2 separate regions of the Zea mays genome follow, and region 1 is linked to region 2. The links are chromatin contacts, called in public Hi-C maps. All regions are on one chromosome and are shown on one strand. The core of a region is the stretch at or near the end of the contact, and the rest is flanking DNA. Distances in the headings are between cores, read along the strand shown.

Region 1 (5,072 bases), core at 35-2,534, 880 kb after region 2:
AGGACTTCATAACTTATTTTCAGTTTAGCTTCTCTCTCCAATAACAGATCTCAAAGCAACCTCAATAATTGATGTGATAGGTGAACGTTCCCGTGATTGTAGACAGTTTTTTTTTTTTGCAACAACCATGCGGTTCAAACTTGAAATGGTAAGAAACATTTTGCATGAGACTATAAGGCTAAGCTCCCTTTTCGGTTGCTATTTCAAGTTGCATTACAGACTTCAGTTTGACGTCGCAATAGTTGAAGGCATGTATTCAGCAAAATTGCACTATTGTCCTAGCCTGACCTTGACCTTGACATGCATATCCTGATTGAACTTTCTATTGACTCTTAAATAACTAGTGGTTATCACTTCACACAAAAAAAATGCTTGATCAGAAACACACAACATGAGACACACTGGTAGCATGGTTATGTAGCATCATGCTGATGTACAGTACAATTTCAGTCTAGCTACCTGTCGTCACTCTCATATGAACCATTCTGCTGGTAAGACGACGGAGGGTGCCTCCCTGGGAGTGGAATCCGCAGTGTCTTGTGTGCAAACATCTGGAGATCAGTTGAGAGGCCGTTCAGCCTCTTAATGTCGGCTACCTACACAATCCGAGTACACCAACCATTCCAAAATCAGTTCACCAAAAATACAAAATAGAAAGGAGTTCCACGCAGAACAGCTACCAAGTTAAAGAATGGTGTTGTTGTATATACCATCTGATACTCCAACGTAATATTAAAACCAGAGACCCTACATAATACACAGCAGCACATCACTCCCGTCGCATTACCTCGACACCATACTTGATGGCGACGCCCGCTAGGGTGTCCAGCTTGCGCACCCGGTGTAGCATGTACTGCCCGCACGATGACATCGCCGCCGCCGGCGACGACGCCGACGGGGACGAGGACTGCGAGGGGGACTGTTCGACGGCTACGGTGGCCGCAGCGCCCACCTCCTCGATCTCGCCGAGGCCGCGGGCCCCGCCGTCCAAGGACCCATTGGTGCGCGGGAAGGCCGGGTCCTTGGGCAAATGGGGGCGGATCATGACATCCGGAAGCGCGGAGGGGGGAGATCTAAGCGCGGAGGGCGCAGATTCGGGGGCGGCGCCCCGTGGAATCGCCGTCGGTGCCGGCGGCTGGGGGTGCAGAATAGGAGATAGTGCGAGGAATCGACGAGGAGAGAGGAAGGGAAGGGTGGGAGGGGAGGGGAGGGGAGAGGGGAGCTCTCACAGGTTTGGTTCCTTTGACGCGGCTCGGGGAAGAAGGAAGAAGGGGACGCTAGAAACGTGGCGCACGGGAAGTACCATGCGCTTCGACGTTTTTAATTGCGTCGTCATAAATAAAATATTGAAAATGAATCTCGATTTCTATCTATTTGAAAAATGAAGGTTTTGCCCCATTGGTTTTGAAATGGTCTTTTTATCTTAAAGAAAACCACTGTACTACTAAACTGCACCGCAGCATTAGATAGTTTTTTTAAAAAAATAGTTATTATTTTGCATTTTTTGTTCTATTACGGTGAAGTTCCCCCTCTTTGTTCCAAACTACAAAAGTTTAGTGACTAAACTCACTTAGGACCTATTTGTTTCAGCTTATAGATTATATAATCTAGATTATAATCTAAATTATATAATCCAGATTATAATCTGGATATATTATAATCTATACGTAGTTGTTTGGTAGTTTAGATTATACAAATGTAGATTATTCACAAAGACAACAATACCCTTATTGTTTATTTGAGGTGAGAAAAGAAGGATGACATATATTGTGATTTCTATTTACATTACCATGGGTAGTGGGTCTTTTGCCAAAATAATCTCAAATAAGCTAGTCTTGAAAAGATTATGATAATCTGAAGTTTAGATTATATAATCTGAACTCATAATCTATGTGTTTGTTTAACTATTAGATTATTTGTGCTGGATTATATAATCTGGAGAGATTATAATCTGAAACAAACAGTGCCTTAGTCACTAAACTACAAATAGAGAGACTAAAGGCCTTCTAAAATTTAGTTCTTTAGTCACTAAAACAGTGAGTAAAGTAGCACTTTTACTGGATTTGCCCTTTCTTCACCCTCTCTCTCCTTACATTTTGCTTCTTGCCTTGAAGTAGGGGTAATACAGTCTTTGTGCATAGTAATTAATGATTTTAGTCACTTTTACGTGTGTACTTGAAATGAAACCACATTATGTCATATTGATCGATGTTCGTCAATATTAATAAAATAAAGCAAGTACTGGTCGCGCGGGCTAGCCCTACCACGCCAATCACCTAGCCGCTAATAAGGATTTAAATCTTGATTATTGGCTTCACATTCATATTCACCTAACCAATAACCACCTAACCAATAACCAATAGAACACACATTTTTGTCTTATTAAAATAAAGTCGACTTATATAGTAGAAACTGCAGCAATGCATGGCTGACTAGTAAAAATTTAAAATAGAGCGCTTGAGTAAGAAAAGGGCAATGTTAAACAAAACTTCTATATATTAATAGGATATTTGGTTTGAGCAATGCATGGCTGACTAGTAAAAATTTAAAATAGAGCGCTTGAGTAAGAAAAGGGCAATGTTAAACAAAACTTCTATATATTAATATGATATTTGGTTTGAGGAATGAACTAGTCCATCATCTTCTCACTTCTCACTATTTTTGTTTGGTTTATGGAATGAAATGAGTTTTCTCACTCCTCACTATTTTTGTTTGGTTTGTGGAATGGAATAAGTTGAACCATCACCACCTCATTCGTCATATTTAATTAGTTAGTACTAATATGAGGAATAGAGTCATCCCACCGAATTTAAGGAATGAACCTATGATGCACTAGCTCAATTTAAATGTAGTGATTCCTTAAACCAAACACCCCCTAACAATCTGTGTAACCGTGGTGGCTCTACGCCTCTGCTGCTGATTGCGACACATGTACAAGCATTATGGCCACAGCTTGATCACGCTGCACAAAACTCTTGCTCGTACTATTTCACATACATACTGACTCTCCATGTATAAAAATTATCAATATGTGCTCAAAATCCTAAACTATTTGCGACTGCATACATAACTTTACATCTTTGAGGTGCTTTAGTTCTACTTGCTATGAGAAACACAGAAACTGGCGGTGGACGAGCAGAGGAGAAACGTAATTAGTAAGTATGATGCGCCCGCGGCTCACCCATGTTGGCAGGATGATATTCCTCTTGCGACTGCGATCTCTTTTCCACCCTTGTGGCAAGCTATCAGAGTTGGGTGGAGATGCCACTGATTCATGCCAGGCGCCCTGTTCTCCACATCAGAATCTGTACTCGATGCCAGGCAACTCCGGTTGGCTCCAAACGCAGCTATGCTGAAATTATAATGGCCTGCTAAGAGGTGCAAGAAATCAAGTTATGTTTGATGCATTGTGAAGATGGTAGGCAGGTGTAACTTCAGAGTACAGCAAAAAGAACCAACGCATAGTAGCACACGACTACACGACCCCTGAACATAAACTGACCTAAAACCTTCAGGCATCAACTTTCTGGTCATGGATTGTGTGTCATGCAAGCATATTAGCTAGCAACACTACACATATGAGCAAAAATATTACTCCTTCAGTTTTAAATCATAAGACATTTTGTCTTTTCTACATAAGTAATTTTTGCGCTTAGATGTACATTATGTTTAGATACATATATAGTAAAAGCGATGTATGTAGAAAAGCCAAAACGTCTTATAATTTAAAACGAATGGAGTATAAAGCACGCAAAATGCAGAGTAGGAGCGGTTTCTGATCAGGAGTCTGAACACTAAATAACTACAAACTGCTCATCACCATATCGCACAGTTCCTTCTAGTGTTTGTTCACTTGAATGAATGACAAAAGTACAGTCTAACACATGAATACATGACTGTCGGAAAAGCTACTCGAGTATCGCATTGAATGATGTTAACGATATTCCCTCCATTCCAAATTATAAGACATTTTGGTTTTCTAGATACGTAGTTTTTATTATGTATGTAATGTCTGGATCTAAATACATAGTAGTTTTTGTTATGTATGTAATGTCTGGATCTAAATACATAGTAAAACAATGTACCTATAAAAGCCAAAATATCTTATAATTTGGAACAGGGAGAATACTTAGAATGGGCAAGCAAGGTACCTTTCTAGCTATGGCACAAGCACCTCGTAAATGCTTAACCTTAAGAACCTTTCAGTACTAGATGAAATGCAGTTTACCTTTAACTACTTTTAGAAGGGAACTAGTCAGGAAGCTTCAACTGTCTAAAGAATTCGAAAAGATGAACATTAGATGTCCAGTAAAAGAAAGCTATCACAGGACCATCTCTGATGAACTGCAAGTTGCAAAACAGAAAGTATATTAGGAAGACAGTATGTAAAGGACCAAAGATGTTATTTGTTTATTAAATTCACCTTTCCATCTAGTATCAAAAGCTCCCCGTCAACCCATTGAGGGTTTTGGAAACCAGGATCTGCAATTTTCCTTTGCCCCTTGTACCTAGCAATCTATATCACATTGGTTGTAAGGTTTGATGTTTGCTGGTGAAAAAACAAAATACTAGTTGGATTATAGAAAATACCACTCCAAGTTCTCTAGGGATAATTCCCTTATGAGGGAGCCGATAGTGTTCACCAACTTTTGCACGGAAAACAACCTAGCAAAGGAACCATAAAAGGTCAGTCAGAGTTACTATGCTTATCAATGACAATTATGCTTATTGTTAGAGTATATTAGACAACTCTTGATATGGTTGGTTTAGGATTGATTGGATTGATTGTAATCCCGAGATAACCTTCCTTACCTCCAGTCATGTACTCCTATATATTCACCCCAGAGCCTCAATGCAACATTATCCCACGCATTATACACAATCTCCCCTTCCTCCATGGTATCACGAGTTTAGGTTTTAGATCTAAAAGACGTCTTCCGCTGCCGCCGCCGCACCGCCCCTAGGGAGATCGATCTCCGCCGGGGGTAGCGTCCTTGTAGGATGCGTCGCGGGTTCGTCTAATCCACTGTGCTTGTCTTCGTCGTCGTTAAGCACAGCAGATCAGAGTTCTC
Region 2 (5,071 bases), core at 2,321-4,820:
TGCGTCATCATGAAATAATATTTTGGCTTCAGTTGCTACTTGGCTTTTAAGCTTGAACTAGTCATATCTAGTTTATTTTGTTGCCTTTTTTTGTTTGCTGAAGTACTTAATAACCAAGTTAAACGGCCTTATCATGCATAAACTGTGTAGCACAGACATATGATACATGAATATGCCATTTTCCTAAAAAAAAGTTGTACGGGGATAGGTTTTCGTGTATATAAACTTTTAAATAAATTATAGGTCACATTAAATTTTTAAAAGCTAATACCAAACCGAGCATCTCCGGAACTCCATTATCCAATTCTCCTAATGACTTTGGAGTATATTGTAAGATACTCACAAAGTTGCAACTCGCAAGTGCTTCATGTGAAAACTTTAGGGAGGATTCAAGTACACATTTGAGGCTCGGAGGAGATCCATTGATCCAGTTATTTACATGGTAGTTGATACCTAGACCAGGCTGCTGCTTCATCCCCAATTATTTCTGCCAGACTGGGAAAATCAAGCAAGAAGAACACTTCATCAGCTCTCATCTAATTGATTATATTAACTTGCTAGCAACTAGGGAAGGTCAAGTGAGTAGAGGTAAGAAACTAACCACCGAATCACTGCTGATCTGATGTGCCACCATGGGTGCACATGTTGTGTGATTGCACATGGGCAGGCTTGTGGGCAGCGTGTGTCACTACCTTGCAGTTGTTGCTGTGGGTCTTGAGGTGGATCCGTTGCTGTGTGACTGTGTAGTTCTTAGAGGGTAGACATCAGAAGGAAAAGTAGTGGGATGTAGAGTTAGAGGAGAGGAAAGGGACTCACCTCACTGTCGCTAGTCACCAGGGGTCACTACTGCAGTACTGCTGGAGTTGGGATGACAGGGAGGCGGTGCAGCTGTGCGCCCACTTGTTTTGCTGTGGTGGCCAGGGCATGGAATGACCTGAGCGAGTAGTGATTGCCTTTAACTGGGCAGGGCCATATTTAACAGAGGAATAGATGGGCTGATATGTATAAGGCCAAGTATTTGATATTCATATATTTATTTTTATTCCTGATACTCCATGGATACTTATTGTGGCTGCATCATGCATATGTTCCGTGTTCGTATAAGATACATATTCAATACATGATACAAGGGCCTTCTCGCATATCCGTGCTACATACATAGTATGTAATAGTCTGGAATCATATTTTTAATACGTTATTTCAGTATATTCCGTAATTTATGTTCCTGTGGTTTTACCTGTTCCCTGAATAAGTGCTATATGTGAATATTCACTGTATAGTTTCTTTTCTGATATAAACAGTTGGACCGTATAGTAGTGTGATGACATTTTTCATGGTTTCAGATCCCTTGTGAACATGCCTTTTGTTTAACCTGTGCAAGAAGTGATTCCAGCTGCTATCTGTAAGCATTCTAACTCCCAAGTATATCTAACCTACTATTGCCTAGTCACCTTAGTTCATGGTAGGTAGATATTTCATTGGTTTATCAGCAAAACATGATGGTGCTTGCTCTAGTAAATTGGTTTGTTATCCAAAATCTGAGCCTTGACTGATTGTTCTTGCTTTTCTTATGATATTTCATTTCAATCAATGGTATGTTTGCAATAGTGTGGTACTGTTTAAATCAATTTCAATCCTAAGTTTTTTGTTGTGTACACATGAGATATTGTGTTCATTCAGATTGACAATATGAATATCGGTTATAAATTAACATATCCTGTAGTGCACTCTCGTGATGCCAATGTACTCTTGGATACATAATTAAATATTGAGCAGTTAATTTAAAGGGAGTTTGTTTGGAAATTTTGTAATTTCAACCCTTATTCAATGTATGCATTGTTTCTCTTTTAGAGTTCCGCATTTCTGCTTCGTCTAAGCCTGTCAATTTGAAACTTCTGTTTATTTACTGCTGCAGTTGTGATGAGCGCATTCAGAAGATACAAAGTGTGAAAATGATGGAGGGGATTTTCATCTGTGCTGCACCGATGTGTCTCAAGTCATTCCTTAAGAAAGCAGATTTTGAGTTTCATGTTCCCGATGTCCATGCCAACCTCCTGCAAACTAATCTAGAGAAGGAAGAAGAACGCAATGAGCCAGATGCTCCTAACATCTCCCGTGCTTCTGCAGGGGATACACAAAGACAATCTCAAATGCCTGAAATGTCTACTGCACGGGCTCCTTCAAGGCCAGGTGTTTCACAAGATCGTGATGAACGCTCTCGCTACCACCAGTCCAGGGAGCAAACACCACTGAGGCCCCCAACCCTTTCAAAACCACCTTCATTCCATGGTCGGCATTCGTACCCACCAGGGGATACTCAGGCCGAGAACAATCCACCTCAAGGATTCGACCGGGCCTACAACTGGGCTTCTCAATCACGGCAAGAGAGCCCAGGTGCGGCGACTCCACTTCGCCAAGAATCTGACCAAAGTATTCAGGACAAGCAGCAATTGATGGCTAATGCACCTTTTATGTTTCCGCCGATTCCTCCTCACCAGGGAAACTTTATGATGCCTATGAATATGAATCAGCCTTTGATTCCTAATGCACCATTCAATTATCCTCTCCAGCAAGATGGAAACCCTCAGTACTTCTCTGCCCCTTTCCAGATGCAGCTACCAGATACTGGATCAGAACAAGGTTCCATGTCAAATGTCCAGCCTCCAGCTGGTCCTATGAGTTTCCCTGAGGGGCCTCAGCGCCCATGGGGTATGAGGCTGATGAGTAATCCATTTCAATCGATGGCCCTTGGTCAGGGAATGATTGATGGTGCGGGTGATCCTCAAGGTGGTGGTGGCCTTGCCTTCATGCAAGCTGGTTTTGGGGGCATGCCTGATGGCTCCATGAATACAGGCATGCCCGATAGAGGTGATGGAAGGGGTATTCTAGCACAGATGCATATGCAAATGCAGATGTCACTTCCCCCACCTCCGCCTACACAACCTCCTCCAGGTTCACAGCAAACGTTTAACAGGACTTGATATTTTTTTTTGTACGAATTGATGGCAACTCCCAGAATTGCATGTCAATTCATTGAGCAAATTGTAATTTTGTCGTTTTTGGCATGTAACCTGTGGACTAGATGGCTCAGTTCTGTTCCCTGGTTGGATAGGAGCCTGTATTATGCTATAACTCCTGTTTGAATGAAATGTTCCGAAATTTCGAAATTTTAGTTCGAGATGGTAGATTCTAGTATCAGTAAAATATGTTTTAAGAAAAAAACGATGCAGTAAGAAGTTTGAAACATGCGGCTTCAGTTAACGTGGCATTGTCGAACCCTGATAAATATATTGCTTGAGGTTCTTTTTTTTGTTGCAACATTCATGTCAGCGTATACAAGTGTGATTTTGGTTTAGCTCCATATATTGCAAATCACGTAGACCGTCATGTGCGAAGAAAATTTGTTCCATCTATAAATATCTAGCCTAACTTGAGTCTGTATGCAATGGATCAGGCTTATTGTTTGATTGGTTTCACTCTTGTACCAGACCTAGTATAGATTTTAACAAGGTGAATGGACCTCCTTTTTTTCACGGTCCATTTTTCATCCGAATGCCAACCTACATCTAAATCTTTTTTTTATACTGAAAAGGACAGCAGCACGGGTTGCAGCTCAACCAAATCAAACACACAAAGATGCAAGGCTCCGCCTTGGAGAACTTTGAGGATGCATTAGTCATCTATCTGACGGACACACAGCAAAATGAACGAAGATGGAAGTCCTAACAAGATAGGAACCCAAATCTAGGGGCGCGGCCAGCCATCTAGGTGACCACGCGGGGGGCGGCCAGACGGCCAAGCGGAGGCGGGCGGGGGTCAGCGGCCAGCTTCTACAGAGGAACGGCGAGGACGGAGCCAGGCAACGGCGCGACGCACGCAGGACGCGAGACCTCCGCCTCGTCGACCGCTTGTTCGGGCTTGTTCGGAGCTAGGCGAAGTCGAGCTCCTGTCTTGTTCATTGGAAGCTTTATTTAAGAGTGTTTCCAATGAGCTCGTGTTCCTTGGCCACCACGGCCGCGATGAGGCGGGGCCGGAGGGAGACGGGGCGAGCAAGTCGCGGCGGCAGCGAGGACTGAAGGCCGAGATCTGGGGCAGGGCAAGGAGAGGGCGAGGTGCGACAGGAGAGGTAGGGAGGAACCACTCACAACTCGATTGCATAAAAAACTCGGGTCCGGAAGCTGGTTCCTGTCTGACGACGCTGTACTCAAGCCACACGTCGTTCGAGCTGTGGCGGACTGCCCGTGAAGCGCGGGGAGAAGCTCAAACTCCACCGGGTTTTAATAAAAGGTAATTGGTTAGCTAGGTGAGAAAGAAGCCAACAGAATATTTCATATAGAAGTGATATCTGTTTTGTTCATAAAATATTATGAACACAAAAATGAAAATCGGTTTCTTAATTAAATCCATTAATCAAGAAACATAATAAGAAACCTAAATAAAATCATGTCTGTTTTTATGCCTAACCTGTTTGAGTTCATGTGACAAAAATGGTCGATGGTCCTTCCTCATCAATCCCCAGACAATCAATCGCATCCTTAGCATGAATCATTACTAGTTAGATACTTGTGCACTGCTACACTGCTACAGTTTCTATATATTACATGTTGTATGGATAGATTGTGTTTTAATAAAATATAAAATTATGTTTGGTTTGTTGGTTAGTTAGATGTGAATGTGGACCCAACAATCAAGATTTGAACCCTAATTATGCACAATTGTACCTTATTGGCAGTAAAATTCTAGACAAACACAACCCACAAAAGCAAAGCAATTGCTTAATAATAATAAATAATGTAATGACCGTGCATTTCTATGGTACACAACAACAACATTACACTTTATCTTAGTCAAAAGACCTATAAAAATATAAGTTAAAAGAAGCCCGACCCTTTTTTATGCCTCGTTTGGTCGCTCATCATTCTTTAGCTAACGAGGTGGTATTGTATGGGAGTGTTGCATTGCGTGCGACTTTCTGTTATGTTAGAGTTGGATGGTTTCTCACGGCTCATCTATGGAGTGATGACCCACTAACGGGGGCTTGTTTGGTTTTTACGGTCTACGGGTAACAACC

What was found. A called contact is a pair of places that touch in the nucleus more often than the background predicts.
Region 1: a contact with region 2 is called in a Hi-C map of leaf, with 10 times the contacts expected there. The contact joins the promoter of LOC100283704 here to the promoter of LOC103626142 in region 2. A contact is called at or near these places in 2 of 25 Hi-C or Micro-C datasets (ear and leaf).

The regions. Positions count from the first base shown.
Region 1 is chr5:27,691,980-27,697,051 of Zm-B73-REFERENCE-NAM-5.0, forward strand. LOC100283704 (lysM domain containing protein) reads right to left here and starts at 1,285. Exons shown (of 3, transcript NM_001156603.2): 1 at 788-1,285; 2 at 460-596. The coding sequence starts at 1,045. It overlaps LOC100304395, which reads right to left. Exons shown (of 12, transcript NM_001165831.1): 9 at 4,591-4,665; 10 at 4,424-4,516; 11 at 4,229-4,344; 12 at 2,943-3,368. The coding sequence ends at 4,252.
Region 2 is chr5:26,805,988-26,811,058 of Zm-B73-REFERENCE-NAM-5.0, forward strand. It overlaps LOC103626142 (KH domain-containing protein HEN4), which reads left to right and starts at 3,571. Exons shown (of 8, transcript XM_035958980.1): 1 at 3,571-4,287. LOC100274553 reads left to right here. Exons shown (of 3, transcript NM_001148908.2): 2 at 1,344-1,402; 3 at 1,916-3,184. The coding sequence ends at 2,981.